2 separate regions of the Oryctolagus cuniculus genome follow, and region 2 is linked to region 1. Evidence: chromatin contacts called from public Micro-C data. All regions are on one chromosome and are shown on one strand. Each heading gives the region's core, a stretch centred on a gene start, on an enhancer-like site or on the middle of the called end of the contact. The rest is flanking DNA. Distances are from core to core; before and after follow the strand shown.

The links. Hi-C and Micro-C count contacts between places; a contact is called where the count stands out from the background.
Region 2: a contact with region 1 is called in a Micro-C map of ear pinna, with 8 times the contacts expected there. The contact joins the promoter of ANKUB1 here to the promoter of TSC22D2 in region 1. A contact is called at or near these places in 2 of 6 Hi-C or Micro-C datasets (ear pinna and psoas muscle).

The regions. Positions count from the first base shown.
Region 1 is chr4:130,966,761-130,973,722 of mOryCun1.1, forward strand. It overlaps TSC22D2 (TSC22 domain family member 2), which reads right to left and starts at 4,557. Exons shown (of 5, transcript XR_011388135.1): 1 at 1,481-4,557.
Region 2 is chr4:131,641,977-131,648,938 of mOryCun1.1, forward strand. ANKUB1 (ankyrin repeat and ubiquitin domain containing 1) reads left to right here and starts at 3,167. Exons shown (of 7, transcript XM_070072667.1): 1 at 3,167-3,580. All of the region lies in intron 1 of RNF13 (ring finger protein 13), which reads right to left.

The DNA.
Region 1 (6,962 bases), core at 3,307-5,806:
TCAGAAAAGATAAGCTTCTGGCAGATAGAAAAGGGAAGATGCCCCCTGTTGACTATTATCAAAGGTGGAAAAAAATTTAGTTTGCTTTTTCGTTGTGCCCCATACGTAAAAATGGAAGCAACTATAAAAGTAGAAGGATTTTTCTGAGTGGCCTGTGGTTATCAGTATCTTGGTAGTCCCATCCATATAAAGTTTTTAGCTAGCTGGGCTCACTTATGGACATGTGGTACTCTCTAAGAGTCTCAAATGGAAGAAACACTCACCACAAGCAAGTCACCTACAAAAAAAGATGAACTCTGAATTACAAAAAGAGAGAAGATGAATGAATTTCAGTGAGCATTTTTCAAACCAACAGACATATATAACAAAAATACAAGGCTAATTAGAAATGGGAAGTCAAGAAAAGTACATGAAAGAACTCAAGAAACATAGATAGAAAAGACGTTAACATCTCAGTGTATTTTTACATACCAATTTTGTTAGAAATCTATAAACCAGTTTTGATATTTTAACACACCTAAAATTAATTTTTCTTTAAAAACCCCAGCTACTAAATGCCTAACTTGTGAAGCACCTGAAACATGAAACATTTTTTGCAATTTTAAATTGTGCTATCAAGTCAGCTTTTAAAATTTTACTTTGTCAAATTTCAAGACACTAACAATCCTTATTAAATCACAACCAAACATCAACTGTTGTAGAACTGGTGTAGCAATACACCAATTTTCACATTAAAAAAGCACCTCTTAAATAGAGGGAGCCAATAATTATCATTTACACTTTTATTAGAAAATAACTCTTATTTTCAAGAACTACAGCTTTTACTATTGTTGAAGGCTCTAATACCTTCCTCTCCAACTGTAAAAAGATTAATGGACTGTAAGAGCATCTTACATTTTGCCTAAACAAAAACTATCTCGGAGAAGCCTCACAACCTTCTATCCCCTTTTATTGAAAGGCTGAACTAAGTAGGAATCTTCAAATCCAGATCTGACACTCTTCTCTCTCTCCAGCTTTTCCAGATGCACTGTGGGGAATTCCTCACATAGATTTCTTTTAGAAATCTAGAATCATGAGAGGGTCTTCTGGTTTTCCAAAACGGAAAATTTGTAAATAATTTTATGTGTCAGTTTCAAAACTCACACCGACAAAACTGCCAGGAAGTGTTCAAGTGTGACTGGTATCTAAGAAAGGGGCAATCCTCTGGCAGCATACTGGCTACTGCCTTCAATTTGTGAGGGTTAAGCTAAACTCCATTTGTTGAATAAACGCTGCATCCCTACTCATTTTAATAACTTCAAACAGCTGTGATGAGACCAATACCTTCACTACTCACTTTTACATCAGCAGTCAATTTTTACTAAACACAAAGCAAATTTTAAAAGCCCCAGTGCACAAAGAACTCTCCCGAAGCTGCATCCTAAGCTACAATGTCTGGCCAAGTGTTCTTATGAAACATTTAAAATAAAGATTTCCATACCTGTCTTCATCACCATCAACAGGAATAGCTATGCTGAATACAGAGGTGGCGAGACTGTTCATAGGTGTTAACTGAAGGGGGTTTGCCAGGGCATCTGCAACAGGAGGCTTCACAACAGGCTTACTGTCAGCAGTGAGAGAAGGTGGTGGTTGAGGTAGGGGTTCTGATTTTCTTCTAGTATCGTCAACTTGCCCGACTAAAGGTTGGGCTTGAGTCTGAAACTGGCTTAAGTCAGACTGCGGTAGACTCGTTGGTGCACTGTGTGTGCCTGGCGCTAAGGGCAGCCCGACGTGCTGGATTATGCTGCTGCTCCTGCTGACTGGCGTATGGCTGCTCAGCTGCTGCGACTGGGCCAGAGGCGCGGGTACATTTGGCATAGTAACAGAAGTGGTAGACACACTAGGCACGCTTGGGGCGGGCACGGCTGCAGGCACGTTTGGAACTCCGGGCACCACGGCGTGAGGGCCACCAGGCAGGGCTGACAGCTGACCACTGCCACCCATCTGCGGCGGAGGCACGGACTGGGGCTGCCCAGCCCCTGTAGGCCCCATGCCTGGTTGCACCACGCCTCCCAGAGCAGCCGGGGGCACTCCGGCCGGCTGACAAGGCGCTGCCTGCCCGCCCTGCGCAGGTCCCGGCCCTAAGGCCAGAGCTTCACTCGGCTGGGAAGACGCGCCCAAGATCTGCGCGCCCACTGAGGCGGCGCTCTGGCTGGTGCCCACGGCAAAGCTGGCCGCCGCGGCGGGGCTCGCTCCCACGCCGGCGTTCGAAGGCTGCGCGGGGCTTGGCGGCTGCAGGCCGGCCACGTGCTGTTGCAGGTACTCACTTTGGCCAGAGGGCTGGACCGGCAGCAAATGCCCAGGCGCTATCTGAGGCTGGGGGTACGCGAACTGTTGGGGCTGCTGCGGGGCTGTAGCGCCGACCGCCGGGACCGGCTGGGGAGGCAGAGACACCGCCGACTGCGCCTGGGCTACTACATTCGTTGGCGGCAGACTCTGCCCACCCGGCCCCGGAGGGGCGCCGCTGGGCCCGATTCCCTGGGGCTGGCCTGGCTGCGCGGCTGCTATCATTGGCTGCGGCCCGGCAGCGACTCCTGCAAACGGCGGCAGCGGAGCCGAGCTCTGAGCCACAGCCCCACCTACGGGCGGCGGCGGCTGTGGCTGCCCAACGCTAAAACTCTGCGGCTGGGCCGGAGTGGGCTGGCTCATTTTCTCCGACGGGGGTAGCTGTGACACAGCAGACAAGGAGCTGTCAGTTCCAGAGTCGGGCCCGTGCGCCCCCTGCATGGAGGCCACCACCACCACCACCGACCCTCCGGTGGCGCCCAGGCCACTGTCCCGCTCCGCAGTTTGATCAAAAGTATTGCTGTGTCTAATGCAATCCCCAGACCTGGTCAGGACACTGCTGTCGGAATCCCGCTCATAGTATTCCATACACGTCCATCGGCCGCGGCGATAGGGCTCTCCGCTCCCGTGGTCCAGCTTGATCACGCGAAATCGGGAACTGCAAGTGGCGGGCGGCTGAGCCGGGGCTGCGGGCCCCGGCCCGGCAGACGGGCCCGCCGCCGGGGGGCCTCCGGGTGCTCCTGAGGCGGGGGCCGTCGCCGCCAGGGTGCTGGCGAGAGCCCCAGCGACGCTCCGGGCCGACACGGCTCCTCCTCCGTTGGCAGGAGCGGCCGCCGCGGCTGCCAGCTGCCCATCCAGGAGGAGGTTTGGGGAGACGGTCCCGGGAGTCTCGGCATCCCCAACATTGTTGAGGGTCTCTTCGGAGGAGCTGCGCTCGCAGACCTCCTCAGGCCCGTAATCTGTGGCCCGGGAAACGTCGAATATCTCGGAGGAGACGTCCTCTGTGCGCGACTCGTCCGGGTCGTCCAGGCTCTCGGTGTCCTCGGTGATGCTACTGGCCACCTGGGCCGTGGTGACACTGGTGATCTGGAAGCAGCTCTTCTTCTTGGCCGGCATCTTGGACATGGTGAGGAAGGCTGGAGGACACACGGGCACGCCGGCTCCTCGGGGATCCTGCCGGAAACGGCGAAGGGCAGCGCACAAGGGGGCCCCCAAAGACAAAGTCCGAGTCCGCGCTGGGGTGGGCGGCCCGCAGCTGAGGAGTCACGGGCTGATGCGGGCGCCGGACGCTCGCTCAGACATCCTCCTGCCCGCTGCCTTGTCGGGGTCGATCTCCGCGGCTCGGCCCCCCGGTCGCACTCGTGCGGCGGCGCCTCAATTCAACCCCCTCCGCCGCAGCAAGAGAGGGATCCCAGGGGCGCGCTGGCGGCTTCCTCCCTCGTCTCCGGGCCGCCGTGGGCAGTCCAGCTCGGCGCTCGGCACGGTCAGCAGGCCTGGGCTGGGGGTGGGAGTGGGAGGGCGAAGGGGAGGAGGAGGAGGAGGAGGAGGAGGAGGAGGAGGAGAAGGAGGAGGTGGTGGTGGTGGAGGAGCAGGAGGCGGCGGCGGCGGCGGCGGCGGCGTGAGGGGCGGCGCTGCCCCGCTCGGGCTCCTCAGGACGCGGCCGGCAGCAGCTCGGAGGGAAGAACGGGAGGAGTGGCGAGGCCGGAGGTTCCCGATTCAGCTGGGAGCCCGCGGGCCAGGGCTGGCTGAAGGTCTCCGGGCGGGCGGCCCTCCCTCCCCGGCTCTAGCCGGAGCTCAGCCCCAGGGACATGGTGACTGTCTTCAGGCGGAAACCCGCTCCGGGGGAAGGGAAGGCCGGCTCGGGCCTCCCCTCCCAGGGGGAGCCACCCCCGCGGGCGGCGGCGGCGGCGGCGGTCTCGGCCTCCCCTCGCGGCTCTCCGGAGAGTGAGGGGCGGCGGCGGCGGCAGACGGCTGGCCGGCGAGCGGAGGCGCTCCGACGATGGGAGGTAGCGGTGGTGGCCTCTTCGGCTCCTCCTCGGTGCTCCGGTTCGTAAATCCTGGAGAAACTGAAATTCAAACTGCTGAAGCGGCGGCTGCAGCGCCCTCCCCTCGGCCAAGATGGGGCTGAAATGGCCGCGCCAGGGATGCTGGGAGGAGCAGCAGCCCCGCTGCCGCCGCCGCTGCCGACTAAAATGCCGCCGCTGCCGCAGCTACCGCCAGCGCCGCAGCCGGCGCCGCTCCGTGACGCACCGGCGTCGTGACGTCACCGCCCCGCCCCCTCCGGTTTCCTGCAGTTTCGCGTGGAGGCTGGGGGTGGATGGGCGGAGCTAAAGGTTAAAAAAAAAGGGGAGCGGTTTCTTTCTTTAAAATATTTTTAATTTAAAATTTTCGCTGGCTCTTTAAGCGATGAAGAGCTAAAAACAGTTTTTAATTCTAAGCCGAGAGAAGCTTGCGACTTCGCTAATCTGATGTTAGTACATCGGTTTGTTCTGAGACACTGGAAGGCTGGAGGTCATGTGCTGTGTCTAATGTTTAGCAAAATCTTGGTGAAATGAGGGCGATAGCCGTGGGGACCTTGGAGGGGAGAATTAAATGGGATAAAGAGGGATACCGCGGGAGGAACCAAATCACTTAAAAAGTCTTGAAAATAAAGGTTGAGTCCTACAGTAAGAGAAGTGAAATGTTGAGAGGAATCAGGATGATTAACGAAGTAAAGCAAGCCAGATTGAGTCAGAAAAATGATCCTGCAGCCAGAAATTCTGTCTCCAACAATGGCATCAGGGGAGGGTTACTTGCCCAGGGTGAAGTCAGTTTAAAAAAAGATTAGGGGTTGCTAACATATTCCTGATTTTCCTGAATTTGCTGTGATTCCAGGCTGGCAGAGTTCATTTCAACTCTGGAGACTGTTTTCACTTTCAGCACGAAATCAGCCTAGTGACTCCACAAATGTGGAACCTACTGTATTACATAGATCTAGTTCTTTCTTTTGTTTATTCTAAAGCTGCTAGTTGGAGCCAGGGTGTTCATGGTTTTGGTTGGACCATGAACAACCGTAACAGGTCAGAAAGCACCCTTTCCTGAACTGGTGCAAAGAATAGCTGTGAAAGTGCTGGTGACTTTATCATTTTGTGGTTACTTCCCAGCAAAGGCAAATGGTAATACCATTCATTTTTCTTTAAAAAAATATTTATTTATTTGAAAAAGAAAGTTACAGAGAGAGGTAGAGGCAGAGATCTTTCATCCACTGGCTCACTTTCCAAATGCCTTCAATGGCCCAGCTGAGCCTATCCAAAGTGAGGAGCCAGGAGCTTCTTCCAGGTCTCCCACGTGGTGCAAGGGTCCAAGTCCTTGGGCCACCTCTGTTGCTTTCCAAGGCACATTAGCAGGGAGCTGGATTGGAAGTGGAGCAGCCAGGACTCAAACCGGTGCCCTTATGGGATGTTGGCGCTGCAGGCCGGGGCTTTAACCTGCTGTGCCACAGCATTGGCCCTGAAGGGCATAATTTCAAACAATTAAAAAAAGTAGGAGTAGTGGCTCTCGAACTCTGATGTACTAAAGCAAGTTATCATTTAGGTAGAATCTAAGAAGTCTTACTGGAAATCAAGATTTCCTATCTGTTGCAGCTTTAGTAATCACATCTTGATGACTTCCATAAATCAGTATGTTGTATGTCGTTTTACTCAGTTCTTAAATCTTTGAGGAGTAGACACACTTCTTATCTGAAAAGATTTTGATAATTAAAATCTATAGAGAATTTGCTATGGTCTTAATTGTAATTAATTTATAGAGAGAAGTCTTTTAACCTTAGTAGAAACCATATCCTACAAACCCAAGTGACTGAGGTCAGGATGTGAAATAAGACCCCATAATAACATCCCTGTTTCTTAAGGGGGTGGGAGAGTAAAGGAACAAAGTGTAACATTATGCTGCTGTTGTGGCAGAGAGCGCTAATGGAATGTTTCATTTCTAAATCTGTAGTTCTAGTCATTGTTAGGGACAGTTTTTCATCAATAAGTCAGATCAACAGGTTAAATATAATATGAACATACAAAAGCTTAATTTTGCATATATTTACCACATTGTTAAAAGTACTGTTGGGTGTGGAGCTTTTGGAAAAATAAATGTTGCGTGTACCATTGCATTATCTTATTATGTAACTTCTTGATTACTTGTCATAATATCCTTAAACCACACATTTAAAGGAAAAATCTTAGTTACATGTAAGACCATTTCTACATAAAGAAGTTGTAAAGGATATATTACGAAATGAAAGAAGAGATAAAACTAATTTAGAAGAGATGAAATTCTAAATTTCTGGTAATCAGGAAAGGTTAAAGTTGTTAAAAGACATATTAGAAATAAGATTTATGGGGCCGGTGCTGTGGCGCAGCCAGTTAACACCCTGGCCTGAAGCTCCGAGATCCCATATGGGCGCTGGTTCAAGACCCGGCTGCTCCACTTCCACTCCAGCTCTCTGCTGTGGCCTCGGAAAGCAGAGGAAGATGGCTCCAGTCCTTGGGCCCCTGAACCCACGTGGGAGACCCGGAAGAAGCTCCTGGTTCCTGGCTTCGGATCGGCTCAGCTCCGGCTGTTATGGCCAATTGAGGAGTAAACCAGTGGATGGAAGACCTCTCTCT
Region 2 (6,962 bases), core at 1,917-4,416, 670 kb after region 1:
CTCCAGGGGCCAGCATTGTGGCATAGTAGGCTAAGCCTCTTCATGCCGTACCTGCATCCCATATGGGCCCCGGTTCGAGTCCTGGTTGCTGATCTTCCGATCCAGCTCCCTGCTAATGCACCTGAGAAAGCAGCAGAAGATAGCCCAAGTGCTTGGACCCCTGCACTCAGGTGGCAGAACAGAAACTCCTAGCTCCTGGCTTCGGATCAGCCCAGCTCCAGCGCTTGCGGCCATTTGGGGAGTGAACCAGAGGATGGAAGACTTTCTCTTTCTCCCTCCCTCCCTCAGTTTGTAACTCTACCTCTCAAATAAATAAATAAAAATAATTACTATCCACCCAAAAATTTGTCTTAGGTCCATATGTATGTCAGTTCCTAACATCAACATCAACATTTTCCAAATCTATACCCTTCTCTACAATCATCATTTATTGTCTCAACTACTATAATTAAACTCCACACTCCAGACTTCTACCCCTACACTGGACCTCTGTTCCAAGATTCACACTCATAAGGAGGAGTTCTTCTCAACTAAAAATCATATGCAAAATCCTTAGTGTGGCATTTAAGAATCTCTGTAACCTATATCCATCTACCTTTACCAGACTACTCCTTCAACATATTCTTGCAACCTTGCTTTTCCTACCTCTGGGCCTTTGCTTGGTCAGTATTCTTAGGTGCAACTATTTTTCTTTGCTCCTTCTCCCACTCTTCCAAATCCTAAAAACAGTTCAAATGGCCACATTCTTGATGAAAAGAAAAAGGCTGAGGCATATTATTTACTGAACTCACACTCTGTCTAGTGCTTTACAAAGAATCCTAATCCCCTTAGGGCCGGCACAGTGGCGCAGCGGGTTAACGCTCTGTCCTGAAGTGTCGGCATCCCATGTGGGTGCCAGTTCGAGTCCCAGCTGCTCTTCTTCCAATCCAGCTCTCTGCAATGGCCTGGGATAGCAGTGGAAGATGGCCCAAGTCCTTGGGCACCCAAGTGGAGGACCCGGTAGAAGCTCCTGGTTCCTGGCTTCGGATAGGTGCAGCTCCGGCCGTTGCGGCCTTCTGGAGAGTGAACCAGCGGATGGAAGTCCTCTCTCTCTCTCTCTCTCTCTCTCTAACTCTTTCAAGTAAATAAAAATAAATCTTTAAAAAATAAAAAAGCATCCTAATCCCCAAAAACAGTATGAGAAAGTAGTTAAGAAAACTGAGGAGGAGTTTTCCCAAGGTCACCAACAAGAAAGAATCCAGATAGTCCCTCTAGTACTCCACATTCAGGCTTTATATAGTCAAGATACCTGGGTTCAAATTCTTGTTACTACACCTGCGTGAACTCGGCAGGTTATATATCAATGATGACTGAGTTTCTCCATCTATACAAAAGAGGCAGTTGTACCACCTACCACATTGATGACTGTGAGGATTGTGTGAGATAATGAGAAGTGCTTAGAACTATATCTGGCCCATGGTAAGGAATCAATATTAACTGCTATTACTGCTCTTTGTTGTTTACATGCTATAATCATAAACTTTGATAATATCAATTGTATTATATATTCAGTTTCCAAATCAATTTTACAATGTAAAGGCTTAATACTATAATTTATACATGCTTAATAAATATATGTAAAAGACATGAATTTTTAAACAATGTTCCACCATGTTTTCTTGAAAGGAATTCACTTGTATACTAATTCTGTTTCCTCTTTTGAGAAAATCAACAATGCTTAGCAACCTTCTTCTCCTTTTCATGTCATATCAGACTACCATATACAATGCCATAGAGTAGTTACATGCCAAATGGAACAAAACACTATTTTGATTCAAATTCATTCTGCCTTCTGCCAAATATTATTAATTCCCAGATTTTAAAAGTTCTGAACCATACTTTCTATTTTAAAGTCAAACATTTTTAAGTAGCATCCGTATGAAGTAAACATACCATATTTGACCAAGCCAAATCATTTCATATATCTTAATGGCAAAACCTATAAAACATTAGATGTATTTCTATCCAACTTAACTCAAAGCCAGATCCTACCAACAGATCCCTAATCCTACCTTCACTTTGCTAAAAATTAGGGCCTGAAAAACCTGTGATAAATCTATGTTATCCTGGGATGCAAAAAATATCAGGGTAAGGGAACCGAATGTTAGCAACAATTTAGATCCCTCCAAAATGTATGGAAGAAACGTGCTTTAACCAAGGGTGGATGAGCACTACTACCCCAACCCTTCAATATTAAACCTCTCCAACCAAGACTTTGTTCACATGATTTTCATTACACTTGAAGACCAAGACACCAAGTTGGCTGAATTCAACGAAGGCAGAGGTTAAAAAAAAAAAAAAAAAGGTAACAAAAACAGTTGTCATTCCTTACAGAAAGAAATTAACTGTGCTTCTATCCAGCTGTTTCAAAAACAAATAAGCAAAAAAAAACTTTTGAGGCTTAACCATGTAAACAAATATGTTTTATTTCATTTAATTCTCACAGCAACTCTTTCCTTTTTTATGGATAACGTTACAGAACTTGCAAGTAGCAGGAGCTGAATTCCAATCAGCTTCCCACATGTGGGCTTCAGCAGTATTTTGAAACACTTGTGTCTGTCATAATCCACAATAACACACTTTACATCTTCTTGGATGCACACACATTAAGAAAAAAGAAAAATAGAAACACAAGCTACAAGAACTACTTTGTCTTACTCCACACAATGTCCTCAGATATTCTTTCTTCCCTTCTCTCCTTTTAATGCTCATATCAAGCCACTAAATTGATTCCAAAATCCATTAACGAATCCCTCTGGGCCCTGCACTAGAGCATAGCGCTGCACTTCTTATCTCCTGTTTAAAGCTGTTTTTAACTCCTACCACAGGCCAGTTTTGTTACTTTGAAATGGAGTTAATCCCACGGATCCATTAAAAAGTGCCCTTAAATAGAGTGGACCCGTGAAGCCCGTTCCCTGGGTCTTGATCTGTTTCTCTACTGGAACTCTCCCGAGGCACACCCACCTTACTTATTTAGATTGTATCAAAACTGCAGATGTTCTCCCTGGAGAATGTCTTAATTTTCACTGTTCCTGCCGCCTCGGTGACCAATAGGAAGGGGCCGGGCAGGTTTAGGACAACAACGTGAGCAGCTGCCCACGGTGCTGAAACGGATCACAAAGGATCCTTTTGGAAATTTACTATTGCCAGATTAGGACAAAACAAAGGAGTTCAGCCAAGGCGCAGCGGCGGCCCCCGAAGCTGCGTGAGTGGCTCTGGGATGCTCCGGCTGGGCCTCAGGTCGGCCCTCTGCCTCTCTGGGGCAGAGTTCTTTCATTAGAGCACGTCAGCTCAGCGAGCGTGCTGGCACAGCCGCCGGCTTCCAGAGGGCAGGGACCGGGGCCAGGCCCCGGCAGTCACGTCCCAACCTGCAATCTGAGCGCCCGGGCACAGAAAAGGGGGTCCGTGGGAGAGAGCAAGCAAGCGCCGGCCCGCCTTTTCTCCCCGAAGACCTACACAGCCCCCGCAACGCAAGTCAAGCGATTTCGCCCGAGGACTCTGCGGCAAGAGCTTGACCCAGAGAAGCCTTCCGGAAGGGAAGGTGAGGAGCTTTTAAAATGGATCACCCAACAACTTCGGGCACAAATTCGCGGGGTGGGAGTGCAGCGGAGACTCAGTCCTTCCAGGGCCAAGCTTTTAAAATTTCTTAAAAAAAAAAAAAAAAATTCCCCCGCGGCCAGCTCGAGAGGAGCTGCGAACACCCCAGCAGCGAGGCCAACTCAGAGCTCCAGGGGCAAAGAGGGGGTGTGTTCTCCGGGCCAGGCCCGCGAGGGACCACCGCCGCCCTGCCGCCGCGGAGCCGGACAGGCTCTTACCTGGAAGCCCGGCCCCCGGAACACTGTCAGGCTCGCCCGCCGCGTCGCTACGGGAGATGTCCCTACCCCGACTTCATGACTGAACATCCGCGCCGACCCCCACCGCCCGGAGTCGGAGTGGGGACGACAACAGCGAGGCGAGGCGGAAGTCCCGCCCCACGCGCCTCACTGGCCCGCACCCGGACACCGAAACGAGCCATTGGGCCGTGGGGTTGCCTGTTAAGGCTCCTTCCCACTCTCACGCTGGGTCTCGGCGCTTGCTCCTGCCCAGCTCGGAGAAATGCCCAGTTCGCTAGTCTCGTTCTTGGCCGCGTGATCGGTCTTCCCTGGAAGGGAAGAGCAGGGTGGGGCGGGCTTCTAGGGGGTTAGACCGCGGTTGAAGAAACTGCTCCTGACAGGGGAGGGAACTTGCTGGCAGAGAGGACTGAGTCGGGGCGCCTGCACCCCGGCCATTTGCCCCCACCTCCACCCCGCAGCCGAGGCCCGGAGGTCGGCAGAGCGCTGGACCCAGCGTCCGGCTCCAGCTATTGGGCCAAAGTACCCCGAGCCCCTGGGCGGGCCTGGCTGGAGCGCAGACGCGTCTCTTCCCAGCGCCGCACTCACCCGGCTGGCTAAGGAGACGAGCGCGAGGCCTCATCCCCTCTACACCAGTTCGCGGCAGAGATCGGGGTGGGTGGGACCGAGACCAGGTCCCCGTGTTAGAGGTGCGAGCTGCCCGAGGTCTGAGCACGAGTCCCGAGTTCTGGCCCGGAGCCGCGCTGACATCAACACTGTGGGCCTGACACGTGCCATCCCCGGGGCTCAGCAAAAGCCAGACCGTGTGATTCATTCCCTCCTGGGTCAGCCTTTTTCAAACCCTGCCTCCTTTTCACGAACCCCAAACCTCGTCCCCTACCGCCCTCCCGATAAGCACCCTCCCCTTCCTGGCTGCCCCAATCTTAAACCTCAGAATTTCAGTTAGCGGTGGACTGTGCACTGATGAACCGGTGCCCCCCGACTCAGCACTTTAAAAAGGCCGTGTGGCTTAGCGCAAAGGCTGCGGAGTCCTGAACTCGAATGTCAGGAGACAGATTCAGGTCCTACATCTGCTTCGAAGTAATAAGGCGCCCTTTTAAAAACAGGCCTTCACAGACTTCACTTCCTTCAACATCTTTTAAAAGGCAAGAGTCTTTAGGATACCATTGCAAGTAACTTGTAATTTTGCTTCCAGAGTATTGAGTAGCTGGGACACAGGAATGAGAGAAAAACTCCCTACCGTGTATCCTTTTGTGCCTTTTAAATTTTGAACCTATTCAAAATTTAAATATCATACAAGAAATGTCAAGATCAAATTTTTAAAAATAAAGGCCACCAAAGATACTTTTATCTTCTATAAAGTTTTCATTGGTCATGAAGACACTGAATACTTATAACACATAATCCTGCCCTTAAGAAAGTCCTAAGTAAAAATCAGGATTGGGATTATTACCATAAAAGCTGGTGTGATTAGGTTAAACATATTTACAATGGCTCTACAAACTTTTTTTAAAAAACTTTATTTATGTATTATTTGAAAGGCAGAGCTACAGAGAGGCAGAGGCAGAGAAAGAGAGAGAGGTCTTCCCTCCACTGTTTCACTGCTTCACTCCCCAAATGGCCACAAGGGGCGGAGCTGGGAAGATCAGAAGCCAGGAGCCAGAAGCTTCTTACAGGTCTACCACTCTGGTGCAGCACCCAAGGACTTGAGCCATCTTCCACTGCTTTCCCAGGCCACAGCCCAGAGCTGGACCGGAAGTGGAGCAGCCGGCTCCACTTCCTGGGAATGCAGGATGCCAGTGAGGCAAATGGCGGCTTCATCAGCTATGCACAGCGCTGGCCCCTCTTTAAGTACTTTGTCATTAAATTATCTGAAATTGGTTCTATATTAATTGGGAGATTTCTTGCATGACATAGAAAAGTACTATAGACAAAGAGAAATAGAGTTTTATTAATTCCTTAAATAAAGGTACTTTCAGTACAAACAGTTTACTTCTAGCTTTATTCTGCTCTTCAGATCATAATAAATATAGTCCTCTCAATTATGAACAAGGTAACTGTGTGGTTCGTGGAACATTCAGGCAGACTAATTTTGGTTCACCCTGCAGAAACATGTATTATCCTAACTTGTGTAAAAAATAGATCAAAAAATACTAATTTTTTAAATTAGAACAATAGACAGATACAATTTTCAATAACATGAAGGGTTAACAGAACACATGATACTAATATGCCACAAATAATCTCCTTATAAAAATAAATGAAAGGAAATTAGCTTCTAGGGCTTTGTATCTGACACTTTTTTAAAAAAAAAAAACTCATTTCATAAAGTACCAGAATAAAGGTAAATATAATTACAGAATTTCCTGCTTCCACAATATTTTAAGACAGTAATCACCACCACCACAGATATCCAGTTAGCCAATTTCTTAAATTGTTTAGAAGCAATTGTCTGTAAATACCAAAAAGTCTTTTAAGAAATAGGATCCATCAGAAACTTTAAATGATTTTAGATATTACTACATTTAGAATCAAGAAAAACATAATTTTAGAATCAGATGAAAAAGCCATATTTGTTTTAAAAACAAAAAATTATCTCTGCGATAAAAGAAATATAATTCATAATCTATATATATATGCATAGTAAACAAATTTGAAAAAGTACCAAATAGAAATTCTAAAAATTGCTTCAGGGAATTTCTGGCCACAAATTGGGAAAGACTTCTGTTTCTTTGCCAAGTTCCAAATTAATGAATAGGTTCATTTTGTAAGCTAGTAATGAAAAGTCCAGAATACAGGGAAACAGGAAAGAGTCTGAAGGGTTTTTCAACAAGATTCATGTTTAAGGAATTTAGAAATATCATACAAAAAATAATCTATATTAGGTTAAATGGCTTTAAAATGGATCTATTCAATTGAGATGAGTTGCTTGCCTCTCCTACGTGCAAGATGGTTAACATGCAATTTCAACTTTGCCTTTATTTGGGGCCTCTTTCTCTATTTGCCAACAAAGATATCATAAAATAAGCATGCATAATATCATGTAAAATAATGTAATACAAAAATGGAAGAACTCACATGAGTGTGAATTGA